Linked DNA regions of Sus scrofa: region 1 is linked to region 2. The links are chromatin contacts, called in public HiChIP or PLAC-seq maps. All regions are on one chromosome and are shown on one strand. The core of a region is the stretch at or near the end of the contact, and the rest is flanking DNA. Distances in the headings are between cores, read along the strand shown. Region 1 overlaps STX8 (a long non-coding RNA gene). Region 2 holds the start of NTN1 (netrin-1).

The links. HiChIP or PLAC-seq counts read pairs in DNA pulled down with a chosen protein or histone mark.
Region 1: an H3K27ac HiChIP or PLAC-seq map of skeletal muscle shows a contact between it and region 2. The contact joins two enhancer-like sites. A contact is called at or near these places in 1 of 47 Hi-C or Micro-C datasets (skeletal muscle) and 1 of 2 datasets of contacts at active chromatin or transcription factors (skeletal muscle).

Annotation. Positions count from the first base shown.
Region 1 is chr12:54,451,896-54,459,796 of Sscrofa11.1, forward strand. The region is part of intron 6 of STX8 (a long non-coding RNA gene); the gene reads right to left. Among named protein-coding and RNA genes, the nearest start is that of STX8, 89 kb to the right of the region's middle. Within about 2 kb of position 3,311, at least 6 of the 83 cell types and tissues checked have an H3K27ac peak or open chromatin away from gene starts, as enhancers often do. A contact at or near this core is called in skeletal muscle, where this site is marked.
Region 2 is chr12:54,084,086-54,091,659 of Sscrofa11.1, forward strand. NTN1 (netrin-1) reads left to right here and starts at 5,382. Exons shown (of 8, transcript NM_001044548.1): 1 at 5,382-5,449. Within about 2 kb of position 1,431, at least 5 of the 83 cell types and tissues checked have an H3K27ac peak or open chromatin away from gene starts, as enhancers often do. A contact at or near this core is called in skeletal muscle, where this site is marked.

The DNA.
Region 1 (7,901 bases), core at 2,061-4,560, 370 kb after region 2:
TCATAAGAAACAAATGCGTAATAGAAATATACAAATATCTACACCCACTGACACATCCACACATGGTCCCAGGATTCTTAGAAAACGGACCAAAAGTTTCACTGCTTAGAAAATGTGAGTCTGACAGTTTGCTTCCTTTTTGCTTCTTTGGTTTGATTCAAGCTGTATCTGATGTATGCTTTCTTCTTAACCCAGTTAAGTTGCCTGAATGATCTACCTTGAAAATACAGAAGCATTTACTGCAACTCTGTCTTAACATAAGGGGCATTAATTATTCTACTGGGGTCCAAAGATAAATAAGCAACCAAAAGATATGTCCCGATGGCAATTTCATCCTTACGATGAACCAGGCTGGTATGAGACTCAAATTCTCCCCAGCAGTGACTAGAACATAATCTGGTATCTTTGGTGTTTTATTCTAAGGATCTTAATTCATTTTTACCCCAGACACTCCCATACCTGAGAGCTGCCTGGTGGAGCCTTTGTCCGGCCTAGAAATACCTGAAACGATTAGCTCTATTTTCCCTGCTTTCAAACACAAGAGTGCTTGTGGGCAAGAAAACTGATGCTGGAGAAAAAGGTGGGGTAAGAGGGGGAAAAACTTCTCTTCAATCTTGAATGGAATTCAGGTACCAAATATGGAAGAAAAAAAAATTCTTGGCGCAACTAGAAGTTAAACATAAATGTTTCTATTTTTCTTTTTTTTGGGGGGGGGCGGGTGCGTGCAGAGCATATGGAAGTTTCCGGGCCAGGGTTCTAATCGGAGCTGCAGCCCAGCTTAGGTACCACAGCCACGACAGATCCGAGCTGTTGAGGGCGTCCAGGCGAACATCCACTTGGGAACGCTCAGATGCCTACGTTTGCCACCGGGATGGACTGGACCTTGTTTCTAGGGCCCAAGGTGGCTAGAAACTGGGGTGAGAGGCCCAAAGGTTCATTTCCGAGGCCCTGAAACGCACTGATACTGGCTCATAGCTTATCCAATCCACTGTAAAACTTGGGAACAGTCAAGAAAGCTAACAATTAACCAGCTTGATTGCCACCGCTACAGTCAAAATGTAGAGGAAAAATACGGAGAAAAATACTCTTATTATTAACACTGACGAGGCCGTAACGGTCACACAGACGGTGAAAAACACACGTTCGGATCTGAATCCGACAGGAAGACAAGCACTGTGCAGAGCCTTCAAACGGCACTTGGTAGCTCCTATTATCTGCCTTTCTTATAAAATATTGTGACTCCCTGTTCCCAGTGCTGCCTTCGCCACTAGAATATAAATCCCTTGGAGGCGGCTGGGGGAAGAAGGGCAGAAGAACCCGTTCCAGTTTACCTCTGTACGCAGCAGCCCTTAGCCCTGTGCGACCGAGGGTGCTGGAAAAAGGTTTGCTGAGTCAAGAAAGAAAATGTGCCATGTGGCTGCTGCTTTCCTGCAAGGTCTTACTGTTAAGACCCTCCTGCCCCAACTAGGAGGGCAACAGGGAAGTGGGAATTGTACTGGAGAGAGGGGTCAGCTGGGAGATGCTGCTCTACTGTGGTTTTTGGAGACAAAAACGCTGTTATCAAAGATGCAATGGAGGGAGTTCCCACTGCGGCTCAGCACTTACAAACCCAACTAGTACCCACGAGGACACAGGTTCGATCCCTGGCCCAGCTCAGTGCGTTAAGGACCTAGCCTTGCTGCAAGGTGCAGCGTAGGTCGCAGCCATGGCTTGGATCTCGTGGGGCTGTGGCTGTGGCGTAGACCGGCAGCTGTAGCTCCGGTGCGACCCCTAGCCTGGGAACCTCCATATGCCACAGGCGCGGCCCTAAAAAGCCAAAACAAATAAATAAATCAATAAAGACGCTCAGAGTTCCCATCGTGGCGCAGTGGTTAACGAATCCGACTAGGAACCATGAGGTTGCGGGTTCGGTCCCTGCCCTTGCTCAGTAGGTTAACGATCCGGCGTTGCCGTGAGCTGTGGTGTAGGTTGCAGATGCGGCTCGGATCCCGCGTTGCTGTGGCTCTGGCGTAGGCTGGCAGCTGCAGCTCCGATTGGACCTCTAGCCTGGGAACCTCCATATGCCGCGGGAGCGGCCCAAGAAATAGCAAAAAGACAAAAAAATAAATTAAAAAATAAATAAATAAATAAATAAAGACGCAGTGGAGGAGTCCGAATGAGATGATTTCATAAAATTAATGTGGGAAAGGCTGTAGTGCTAGCTATGTTTCCAAGTTGTTTTAAATATGTCATTACCCATTTTATAAGGAGACAATTGATTAACTATAGCCCTAAAAGTATATACAGTCCAAGGTGGGCAAGAAATTCGGTGGTAGGGTGGGGTCTTCTCTTTGGAAATGCAGGAATTATCTTATTTTCAGGTATGCATGTTTATAAGCAAGGATAACTAACAGCGAAAGCCCTGGGGGAATGCCAGAGAAGGCACAGCAAGGGAAATACGTTGGCATGCTGGTACGGAAAAAAGCGCCAACAAAAGAATTGCGATGCAGCAAGTCATCAAGACAGTAGGTGAAGGAAAACCAGGATGATTTTGATGGTGGTCTCAGGAGAGGAAGAAAAGGGAAGGAGGAACCCCATACCGACAAGAAAGACACTGGAGTAACGCTTTCCAGATGGCACATTTCACCGTGTCCACCAAGCGGGCTAACGCTCCATACAGAGTCTTTTACCCAAGACGCTTTTAAAATTATTCACACAACTTTACAGCCTGCAACTCCAAGCGCACGTCTCTGAGCAGCGAGTCTCATTAGGGCTCTGACCATTTTTCACATGAAACACTGGGCCAAGAATCCTCGGCAGTCCACCGCCCCACCCTCCCCTCTGGGACTGGGGGGTACCGTTGACTGTCCCCAGGACACCCTCCCCACCACCCTAACACCACAACTGCAGCTGGATCTGCAGGATCTGGATGCTGGGAAGGACAGGTTCACGGATGTTCCGTATATTAAACACACAACCTTTAGAGGAGGCCTTCGCTACACAGGCAGGGCGGGATGCCACGACACAAGCTGTGTTTTTCCGTGGACGGGAGATTTATCTACCTTGGAAAAAACGGTTCTCTGGTGGAAGGGGGAGGAGGGGGCAGCGAGACTGAGCATGTTTATCCGGGGGGTGGGGGGTGGAGCGAGTACAGAGGGTCGCGGGTCTCAGGGTTGGTGAGCAGCGATTACCAACACTAATTTGAAACCCAGAAGTGGTGGAGCAAGGGCTTGGCAACCAACCGAAATAGCATTTGATCTTTGGCCTCTCTGATCTTAAACTGGGCTGAGCCTCCAGCTGAGTTCACCGGGGCCATTGAACAGCTGTCCGATGATAACCGCTTTCATAGTTGTCAGCAGCGTTTGGTTCAGGCCAGGACTGGGGCTGTTCCCACTCTGCGGAGATGGAAAAAGAGTCTATGTTTCCCTTCATTTCTACCTCTGCTGGAGCGATCCTAAATTAGGAAGTCATCTGGATTTGTAAAAATAATCACGTCTTGGCATGGTCGCTGGGTCTGTTGAAATGTTATTTCGGAAAAGAGAATGCGGATGCCTGGAGGTCACAATAGGAAATGAATCTGGCAATTTGAAAGTGCACCTGCTGAAGTTCCAGGCCGTCTCAGCATTCAAATAATTTATCCATCCTTCCAAACATCTTTTGTGTCTTTTATTTAAAAAAAAAAAAAAAAGCTCTAAGTTATTACACTTAGTATGACTCAGAAAACAGCCCCGCTTCTTTAGATGTGGGTTCTGGGGCTTTTCTCCAACATTTTCTCACAATTCAACAAATGCTCACTTCGAGTCCATTCTGCAAAGCTTGTGTATGTCAGGCTGGACAGCTTAGGCAGCAAGAAGCAGAAAATCAGCCTCGACTGGCTTAAAGAACACAGAAACCTGTCTCCTGTGATGAGAAATTCAAGAGTCAGCTATCCAGAGTTAGCTGGTTGGAGGTTCAGCAACGTTCTGAAATAACCAGATTCCTTCTACCTCTGTATTAGTTAAGTTTCCCATCTCTGCTGTAACAAATTACTACAGACTCAGTGGCTTCAAGCAACACAAACTTACAGATCTGGAGCTCAGGAGTCAGACCTGGGTCTGACTAGGTTAAAAATCAACATGTATGAGTTCCCGTCATGGCTCAGCAGTTAACAATCCCAACTAGCGTCCATGAGGACACAGGTTCGATCCCTGGCCTCACCCAGTGGGTTAAGGATCCAGTGTTGCCGTGAACCGTCGTGTATATTGCAGACAAGCCTTGGATCCTGCGTTGCTGTGGCATAGGCCAGCAGCTATAGCTCCGATCTGATGCCTAGCCCGGGAATCTCCGTATGCTGCAGGTGTGGCCCTAAAAACAAAACAAAACAAAAAAATCAATGTGGCAGCAGGGCTGCAATCCTTCCTCGAACTCTAGGGAGGAGCCCCTTTGCTGGCCTTGCCGACTTCTAGAGGCTGCCCGCATCCGTGGCTTGGGGCCCCTTCCATCCTCGATCCAGCAGCAGCTGGGGGCCCTTCTCACATCACAGCTCCCTGACACAGGCCCGCCTGCCTCCTTCCGCTTTTAAGGACCCCTGGAATTACAATGGCCCATGCAGATCATCCGAAATGGCCTCATCTCCAAGCCCCTCTTTCTGTGTAAAGAAACAGAGTCATAGGTTTCAGGAGCTAGCAAGTGGATCTTTTTGTCTTTTTGCCTTTTCTAGGGCCGCTCCCGCGGCACATGGAGGTTCCCAGGCCAGGAGTCGAATCGGAACCACAGCCGCCGGCCTACGCCAGAGCCACAGCAACACGGGATCCCAGCCACGTCTGCAACACACACCATAGCTCATGGCAACGCCGGATCCCCAACCCACCGAGCAAGGCCAGGGATGGAACCCGCAACCTCATGGTTCCTAGTCGGATTCGTCAGCCACTGAGCCACGAAAGGAACGCCAGCACGTGGATCTTTGAGGCCACCACTCAGCCCGCCACAATCTCAGCCAGGGCTTTGACCTCAAGCTGCTTCCCCTGAGAGTCACACGATGAAAATTAAAGTAGTTCCAAGCGTCACAACCAGACACACCTTCTAGAGGAAGCAAAAGCCAAGCTGTCTCTTTCTTGCGCCTCTTTCTTAGAAGGGAGAGAACCTTTGCCAGGGGCCCTAGCCATGCTTCTCCTTCGTGTCTGTCTGAGATGCGTCACCTGCCCATTATCAACCCAACTTTGGACAAGGAGAATGGTTCCTGGTCACTGACACGGACTGTTGACTTGCGGTGGCCGTCAGAGCCAGCCGTCACATTCAGTCCAGCGCGGGAGACGCCGAGAAGGAAGTACTTCTGGACCACTTAACACCTGAAGGTCCAGCTCCTCGCCGGATGAGCGGCATCACATCTTGCTTAATCTCACCTCAACCCTGTAGGGCAGGCGTTAGGTCATCGTCACCAGGAAAACTGAAGCTCAGCTGGAAGTTGACTATTTCTTCCAGTTCAAGCTATTTCTGTTCATACTATTTGATGCCGAGATGTAGATATGGGGTCCACGGAGGACAGGAGAGTTGAAATCTGCTGTTGTCTACCCTACAGCACCCTTTGCTACCCCTGACAGGGCCATCAGAAGGCATCAGGACTTTGAGCAGCTTCCCCCGGTGGCTTGCTAGAAAACAGACCCCAAGTTCAAGCGTGTCCTCAGGCAGGCTGTCAGCACGCCAGCCTCTCCAAGGCAGAGCGAGCCTGCCTTTGAGGCTGCTTACGGAGCGTCCCTCCCAGAGGAAGACGATGGCACATGATGAAATGAAGCTCAGCCAAGCACCACAAGTCTGAGTTCTACGGCTGTGTCAGTCAGGGTCCAATCAGGAGACAGAAATCAACTGGCTAATTTAATAGAGAGAATTTAGTACAGAGAACTGTTAACTAAACTAGAAAAGTTGTGACCTACGCATTTGAAAGGGTAAAGACACTCTACGATATCATGGAAGTAGTACTGGTAGCAAAAGGAATACGTTAAGATTATTAAAATTAAGAGCCTAGAGGTGGGCTCTACGGAAATGAAACTCGAAGTTCGGAGGAGGAGCTGCCACTCAGTGGGGGCTGAAGTCTGGAGGGCACTCAAAGAGGCTGATTCTGCAGCTGCTGGAAAACTGCCAACTGCATGGGGCTGCAGAGCATGGCTGGTGGGCTTCAAGCAGGGAGAAAGCAAAGGGGAGGTGCCCGCCTCTTCTTGTGTTCCACCCTTGCAGCATCCTTCCGGCACTTCCCGCTGGCACACCTTAACGAGAAGCTGGCTGGCAGTGCAGGATGTGGCTGGCAGGGTGCCAGCTCCAGCACTGCCATCCAGGGCACAGGAGGGCGTGTTTGGAGCCTAAGAGAAAATGGCTTATGAAGAGCACAAGCAGCAGTGCTCATGTGATGCCAGGGGTAAAACGCCTTATTCTGCAGTTGAGCAGGAAGTCTCTGGGAAAGACGAGGAGACAAGCAGGTTTCAGAGGACAATGTGATTGATTGGTTGGTTGATTGATTTTTTTAAAGCAGTGTTCAGCAGAGTTCCCGTCGTGGCTTAGTGGTTAATGTAGTTAATGAATCCGACTAGGAACCATGAGGATGTGGCTTTGAGCCCTGGCCCCACTCAGTGGGTTGAGGATCCGGTGTTGCCACGACCTGTGGTGTGGGTCACAGATGGGGCTCGGATCCCACGTTGCTGTGGCTGTGGTACAGGCCGGCAGTTACAGCTTCGATTCAACTCCCAGCCTGGGAACCTCCATGTGCCGAGGGCCAAAAGACAAAAGACAAAAAAATAATAAACCGCAGTGTTCACGTTTGGGAGCTGCCAATCTACCTTCACGGACTGCAGTCTTCTCCTCCTCTCCGCGCCCATCCTGCCGCTCACCGCTGCACTAATCAGACCCATTATCACTGCCGTTCCTTCCAGGGGGTGGGAAGCGGACAAGAAGAGTCATCTTTGTATTACAAGCAGCCCTTTAAAAGAATTACTAAATTCCCGACGATGTTTTTTGTCATGTAGGGAGGCAGTAAATACACACAGTGGTTAAAAGCATGTTATTTGTCATCGGACAGACGTGGGCTCCAACGCTGGTTTTGACACTTCGTGGCTGTATGACCACTTATTTCAACCGCCTGAACCTCACTTTCCCCACCTGTCACGTGGGGATGGTGATGCGACTTACCTCACAAGGTTGTTGTGGCCATTTAACTAATAAGTGACCATCAGAGAACTTGGGAAGTTGGCCATCAACTTTTTTTGTTGTTGCCTCCCATGAATTTATAACGTAAGAAAGAAAACTGCTGTCCATCCTCACTTTTGAGAAAATTGCTTTGTAGCCTTTCCACAGCGTTCCTACCTCTAGGACAATGCTGACCTCAATGTATTACTATTACATTTGTTTTTTTATGGTCTTTTTAGGGCCACACCCACAGCACATGGAGGTTCCGAGACCAGGGGTCAAATCAGAGCTGCAGCTGCCAGCCTACGTCACAGCCACAGCCACGCCAGATCCGAGCCGCATCTGCAACCTACACCACAACTCACGCCAACACTGGATCCTTAACCCACTGAGTGAGGCCAGGGCTTGAACCGGCAACCTCATGGATATACTATCTGGTTGTTTACTGCTGAGCCACAGCGGAAACTCCTTTTCATTTTTAAAATAACTAATCCCTCCAACTAAAATCAGAGTTCCTTGAGAGTAAAACTGCCTCTTTTCCACCATGTACACAGCTTCTAAAAAAAAAAAGGCTATCTTCCCTGACCCATCTGAACGGTGGACCCATCCAAACAACAAACTACACACAGACTCTCACCCTGGGAAGGGTAGAGACAGGCGGGTCAGGGCGGAGAGGGTGATTTGGGATGGGGAGGGCTGTGTGTCAGCATCACCCAGAGCTTCTTCTAAGGGCACACCCCCTCTGCCTCCCATCACCCTAGATTCGGGCT
Region 2 (7,574 bases), core at 181-2,680:
GAAACCATACAAATCCTAGAAAAATGCATAAGGGAAGAGCTCCTTGACAACAATTTTGAATTTCTGGAAAGTTTTGAATGATTTTTAATTTCTCAATTTGTATTTATTTATTTTTGGCCACTGCACATGGCATGTGGAAGTACCCAGGCCAGAGCAACGACAGAAGCCACTGCAGTGACAATGCTGCAATGGTGTGCCACCAGGCAACCCCATGGATGCTTTTTTTAGATATGACGTTAAAAGCACAAACCACAAAAGCCAAAACCAAGTAGGACAACATCAAACTGAAAAGCCCAGCAAAAGAAACAACAACAAAAAATAAAGGGCAACCTACAAAATGGGAGAAAATATTGGCAAACTACCCATCTGAAAAGGGGCTGATGTCCAAAATACATGAGGAACTCATACAACTCAATAGCAAAAACAAGCAATCAGATTTTCTTAAATGGACAGAAGACTCGAGTAGACATTTCTCCAAAGAAGACATATAAATGGCCAACAGGTCCATGAAAAGATGCTCAGCATCACTAGTCATCAGGGAAACGCAAACTCGCGGCACAGGAGGTAGTCACGGGATGTGTGTGCACTGGATAAGCCAAGTGGGCTTACGGCTGCAGGTGTGTGGATGCCTCGGTGAGGAGCCATCTGGTCTGTTGTCTGCAGAGCAGAAATATCCAGAGTCACAGGCTTCTGACCCATTTGTTTGATGACAGGAAGCCTCCTGGGCCCTTCAGCTGCCCTTTTTTGGACCAGAGAGTCTGGGAGGGAATTCTTGCGGCATCCAAACCTGTGTCAGAGATGACCAGCTGGCCCTGAGACATCAATTGGCAGGAGCGATGGAATGTGTACCAAAAGATGCAGCTGCCTGGGCTCAGGGGAGCTCCCGCCTTGCTTTGCGAAACCAGCTGAATTCCAGGAATACCAGCAGGGGGGTGGGGGTGGGGGTGGGGGTCGGGTCGTGTCCTACCTGCCTCTCCAGCCAGACGAGCTGAAAGTTGGGGTGGGGAGTTAGGAGGGGGGTGTGCACGCTGGTGCCATAGCCGCCGAGAGAAAGGAAGGGCCAGATGCGAGGACCGGAAAGAGCCGTGTAGCAGGTGGAGGTGAACGTAATTAATGGAGCCAGCGAGCAAGCCTGAACGTGCCAGTGTGTCAGAACCTTGTCCCCAGGAGCCCTGGTCTCGCTGGCCCCATTCCTGAGAACGCAGCGCAAGAATAGCCTGAGATTGACATGCCAAGCGAATGTACAGCAGGAAATTCTCATAAGCCAGGGGTTTGCTCAGAGGCCCTGGCCCCTGTGGCTAAAATCAGGATTATGTCTGTGCTGATTTACTTCCCAGCTGGGTTTTAGGAAAAGCCTCAAACAGACCACTGGGTTGTGCCCGAGATTGGCAGGCAAGACCAGCCTCCCTCCTGAGGCCTCCCCTTCCCGGACAAAGAGCTAACACCAAGAGAGATGCTTAGAGGCCAAGGCCCCTCCCACAGCCTCCCTCTCTCTGGAACCCCCTTCCAATCCCGGCTCTAGTTCCAGACAAGTGTATTTGTGTAGAGGAGAAAAAAGCCAGTGCCTTTTACAAGTTGAGCCCTAAGCAGACCCAGTGCCAGCTTTGCTAGAAATGCCCCCGAACAGTTTAGACCCTGGTTCTCAGCAGAGCTGCTGTTGTTCCATTGAAAATGTGTGGTGAAGGGGTTTTCGGCTGTCACAGTGACGGGGGTCACACCCCTGCTATTGAGGGGTCAGGAATCAGAGGGGCCAGGCCTCTGCAGTGCACATGGGGACAGTCACAACCCAACTTCCTGTACAACTTTTAAATGTCCCAATAGATGTTCAAAAGACAAAAAAAAAAAAAAAAAAAAAAAAATCTGTGCCCAGGGTTTTGATTGTATTTTGTCTATGAACACAAAGAATTTGTTTTGTCTTGATTCCCAGTTTTCACACACACTAATATTTCCGGGAAGGCACCTTGACCCAGAACTGTGTTGACCCCTTTTGGAAAATCATGGTGCCCGGGGCAGCGCCACTCAAGATGTGTGAAGCCCCAAAGCAACACACCCTCTCAAAGGCCATTTGCTGCTGGCGTCTTCTCGGTAATTCTCCTCAGGTGTGCGAGCATTCAGCTGTTTCTTTGTGCCATCTAATGTCGTCGTGCCCAAGCATTTGCATATTGAAATGCAGTTATTTTACCACCCAGAAGTTTCTTTTTATGTCTTCCTTATATTACTCTCAGGGCATTGTACGGGCATGGGGGAGAAATTATGTGTGTCGGAGAACTACGTCGTCTATAAATTTCATTTCGGGATGGAGACGGGAGGGTGTTACCAATCTTTGTAATAAAAAGGAGGACGCGGTGGGAAAACTCGCCGCTGTGGGTCGGGGGTAATGCATGAGCTGGTAGGGACCAGGCTTTTTTATTCACACAGATGCACTGGTTTCTCTGGATTGGAAAGAACTTTTTTTTCCAGTGAGTGGCACTGATTAGAGACGTTTACCGCCTAAGAGGTGATATTACTATATACGGTTCACAGGTGGAACCGCAACCGCAGCGTATTTGCATGGTTTCGCCAAGTCCAGGGTTAACTGTTCACGGGACCCAGGGGCCATTTTCGTTGCCCGAAGTGGTGCGATTGCGCCACCTAGTGGCACATGGGAAAATAGCAGGTCTGTGCTTTAATTGGCAGATGCCTAACGATAATAAGGTAATATATCAAGAGCTAACATTTATGGAGTGCCTAACCCTTATGGGGTGCCTACCACGGGCTATCACTTTTCCTAGATTAACCCATTTAATCCTGACATAATCCTTATGAAATAGGCACTGTTGTCCCCATTTTGCATACTGGGAAACCTAGGAACGGAGAGGGTAAGGGACTTGACTTTGTCACAGGGGCAGCTAGTGAGAGGCAGGACTGGGATTTGAAACCTGGAGGCCTGGCTCTACAGTTGCTACTCTTAGCAACTGTGCTATAGCCTTGCTGTCCTGGGGGACCTTATCCCGAGAGCCAGACTAGTAAGGCCTGCAGCCATTTGGAGAATTTCCAAAAGAGAGGAAGAAGAGCAGAAAGTTCATACGTAAGTATTAGGACATGGTAAGATCCGGAAGAGTCTTGCCTTTGTATGCACCGTGGAAATCTTTGTGCCGAAGCGTGAAGAGGGTGCTTGATTCCTTGGGCGATTCAGAGGCCTTGAAATGGCTAATTCCCCAATTATCCTCTAAGCTTCACAAGAAGAGAGACACAGTTGGTATTTTTTCATATAATATCTGTATTGTGATACAACTCACATGCCATACGATCCATCCCCTTAAGCTGTACTACGCTTTTGGTAGAGTCACCGAGTTGTGTAATCCTGGCCCCAATCAATTTCTACCACCCTCAGAAGAAAGCCCACTCGCATTAGCATTCAGTCCGCATTGCCCCCAACCCCCGGCCCCAGCCCTAGGCCACCACACATCTATTTTCTGCCTCTACAGATTTGCGTTCCCTGGACATTTCATAATAAATGGCACCAGGAAATCTGTGACTGTCGGTGACTTTTTCACTGTCTTCTAGGTCCATCCACCTTGGAGCATGTATTAGTCTTCATTCCTCCTTCTGGCTGAATAACGTGGCTTTATATGGATAGACCCCATTGTATTGGTCTAGCCATCAGTTGATGGACATTTCGGTTGGTTCTACTTTTTGAGACTATCATGAATAACGCTCCTACGAACATTTGCGTGCATGTGTCTGTGTGGGCATATGTTTTCGTTTCTCTCGGGTACCTACCTAGGAGTGGAATTCCTGGATCACAGGTGACTGCACGTGTAACCTTTTGAGCAACGGCCAGGCTTTTCCAATTTGTTTCCATTCCCACCAGGCGTGCAGGAAGCCTCCAAGTTCTCCACAGCCTTGCCCACACTTGTTATTATCTGTCTTTTCTATATATCCGTCCTCGTTGGTATGAAATAGTGTGTTACCGTGGGGGGGGGGGTTGCTTTTTAGATTCCCAGACTGTTGGAGCCGGATGGGAGCACAGAGATCATGTAGCCGGCGTGTTCATTTTCCAGGAGAAGCAGAGAAGGGGACAAGAGAAGGGACGAACCCAAGGGCACAATTAGTAGAGGAGGCAACTCAAGCCAGATGGCCCCCAAAAGATGGAAAGGTCTGAATGAGGCTCTTCTCTAAAACCGAGGAGACATTTCTGCAACCATCAAAATCAGAACACGATGAATTAACAACGCCTAGTCACAAAGAGTCACTTCATGGCTCCTCTGAATCACGGATCACAGATCAACGTAAGCTCTTTCTGCCCATTTCCCTGGTTTTATGCTAACCACACCCCTGTCTGGCAGAGCCGGAAGGGTGGTGGATTCTCTGTCCTATGGGATCTAATGTCTAACTAGGGTCTGTGTAGGTTAATAGAGAGGCATTCTCGGCCGTACTCAAAAAGTGCCCTCTCTGCCCTTCCCCCAAGCGTTTCAGTTGTGTGAGAAATTAATTAAAATAAGGAACTCGGAATGAGGAAGACGTTTATATCAAAGACGTCTCAGTGAACACTGAAGACAGAAAAGCTGAGTTAAGCATTCACGCAGTTGGAAATCTCAACAAGCGTCAAAAAAATTTTTTTTGAACCAGAAGACACATACTGGAAAATTCGAACAATGGCCTGAAGCTAGAACCCTGGTTTACGCTCGCAAACGTGTGCCCTGCGGCGTGGGGAGCTGGGCAGAGGGTCCCCAGGTGCGGGCCGCGCGCCTCAACTCCCCCTCCGCAGCTTGGAGGAGGCGCCCGGGAGCGAGGGTTGCTCTCTGCGCGTCCCCGGCCGACTCCTGCAGCTCAGAGGGGTCCTCCCCTCGGGTCCTCTGAAAGTTTTGTTTCAGGAGGGTGACGGGTACATTTCCCTAGTTTTAAGTGGCGACACTTCTCTCTTTCATCCCTCCAGTCGTTTCAGCGGTGGCCGGGGGAGGCGTGTCACTCGCCATCTTGGATCAAGGGCGAGGGGACCAGTTTCGCGGGGACTTGAAGGCGCGTCCTGGGGTGATGAAAGTGGGGGCATAATCGCACGTCCTAGACAAGCCTTCTCAATCCTCGCCTCTTCCCCCTCCCCCACTCCAGCCTCCGGCCCAAGAGAGATTCCTCCATCCACTAAAGCTAGAGGGGTAGGATGGGTGCCTTTCTCGCGAGCATCCGCGGATCCCAAATTATACCCATCCTATCCTCCGGTGCTTCGGGCTCCACTTCGCTGGAGTGGGCGCGGCGGGGCGCCGAGTGGGAGCGAGTGGCTGGGTGCTGCCCCGCCGGGCGGGGAAGCAGGGTGGCCGCGGGGGTGCGGAGCCGCCAGGGCCCGGCCGGCCTGACACCACCTGGCGGAGTCTTGGGGAAGAGTCTTAAAGGCGCGCGCTCCCCGCGCCCGGCGCACTCCAGCGGGAGCCGCCGAGAGCTCGCCTCCCTCTCCCGCCCGGCACCTCGGGAGGTAAGTGCCGTCCGCCGAGCCGCAGTCGGGGCGCGGTGGGGCAGCCCCGGGCGGCCCCGCGCTCGGGAAGCTCGGGTCGGGGCCGCGGTAGCCCGGCGGAGCCCAAGTTATTGGAAGGCCTCGGAGGGCAGCTGGAGCGGCGAGCGCCCGGGCGGGGACGGCGGCGCTGCCGCGGGGCCAGGGCCGTCTGGGGGCGGCCGTCCCCCGCGGGGAAGCCGAGGAGGCACCGGCGCTCGGCGCACGCTCCGGACGCGGCCCCGCGCCCCGCGCCCTTGGCGCGCTCCGGCCGCGCCTCCGGCGAGCCTAGCCCGCGGGAGCCGCCACCCTTGCTCCGCGCGTTGCCGCCGGCCGGGGGCCCCCGGCAGCCCGCTTGCCCCGCGGTCGCGTCCGGTCACGCCGGCAGGTCGCGCTCGGCGGCCGGCCAAGCCCGCCCCAGCCGCGCCGCGCCCGCGCCCGCGCCCCGGGCCACCCCGCCCGGCCTCTCGGCGCTGCGCCCCTCGCCTTCCCCAGCTCCAGTCGCTCGCTATTTTCACACCTCCCAGTGCCCCGGCCCCGGCGCCTGATTCAGTGCTTAGTAATTAATTTGGCGTTTCAGAATGGTCAGCGGGCTGGATAATGGGCGCATTCATCCCCCGGGCTAATCTGAACAGAGGTGGGAAGAAAGGCTTTCACAGACAGAAAATGCCATTCGCTGAGTGCTCAAAGGGGCTGTCACTCCCAGAATAAATCGCCGCCGCGCCCGCCGGCTCCTCTGGCCATTTCCATACAGCCCGGCCCGCGCCGCGGACCCGCCGGCCTCGGCCGCGGCTCCCGGGAATCACTCACTCGACTGCCTTCGACGGGAAAGTCGGGCGAGAGCGAGACCCAGGCGGGGCCCGAGGGGAAACGGAGAAGCAGGGGGCTCGGGTTAAGGCCACAGGGGACAAAGAGCTTGATTAGAAAAGCAAATGCTAAACTAAGACGGAGGCGCAGCTAATTCCAGGCGCGGACCTTGGAGCTGGGCTGGGGGAACATCCGTCCCACATCCCGCGGTTCGCCAAAGAGGAGGATGCGCGGCCCAGAGCCGACCGCAGCAGCCCGAGGTCACACAGCAAGCGTCTGGATCTCCAAATTGTAAATGGAATCCAGGGCACAAGCACTGATCCTAGAGGCAAGGCTTGCCTGACCCTCGACCGAAAGTTTAATCCCGGGTTCACTGCGACATCAGCTCTTTGCCCGCGGGGCTGGGAAGGTGACACAGTGCCCTCCGCGGCCTCCAGCTCTTACTCCTGCGTGGACCCTGGGGTCTGCTCCTGGGGTATCATTTGAGTGGGTGACGGTGCTTTATCCTCTGACTTCGGGTCACTCCAAGGGATAGGCACAGGCTCTGAAAGCTGGGACCTCTCCCTGGTGGCGACACCTGCTCTCTGGGGAAGGGGGATCGTACGCTGCAGCCGCGGCCCCAACCGCGAGGACCGCACCCAGACAGCGCCCCCAGCCCGGCTCTGAAGCCGCGGGTTGGGCAGGGCCGGCTTGGCTCTCTCCCGGTGAAGCTCCAGGCCCTTGATTTTTCCTGCCTTGGGGGCTCACCGCGCGTACACCTGGCGGGGGCGGATTTGGCCCTGGGCCCTTCTGCCCGGTGGGCCCCTCCCCTCGGGGGAAAAAGAAGCAGCTCCGGTCCCAACGTCCACCCGCAACTGGGCGGAGGGGCTGGAAAGACAAGGGCGGAAGGAACTTCCGGAACGGCCGTCGGTGTCTCAGTGTGTGGGGGATCAAATCCAGCGCCCCTCCCTGGCCTCTGAGGGAAGCCACTCCTGAGTCTCAGTTTCTCTGTCTGCAAAGGAATGAGGGTGGAATGAGGTCTCGTTTGGCTCAAGCGTGGGGCTCTGGGTAAAAGAGCCACTGAGCGGCACCCCCCCCCCGACCCCCGCATCTCCCCAAGTCTTCACCCACACCTCTCCTCCCAGTATAAGGATTCTCTCCATTTTTTTTTTTCCTGGCACTGTTTCCACCCAGCCTTGCTGCATCTGGGTTCTGGTAGCCAGCTCTCCACACATTCTAAGAGCTGGGAGGGGCCTTTTGAAGAGTCTGAAGTCATTTTACCGGCAGTGATACTGAGCCCCGGAGTGGCCTGTGGTGTCATCCA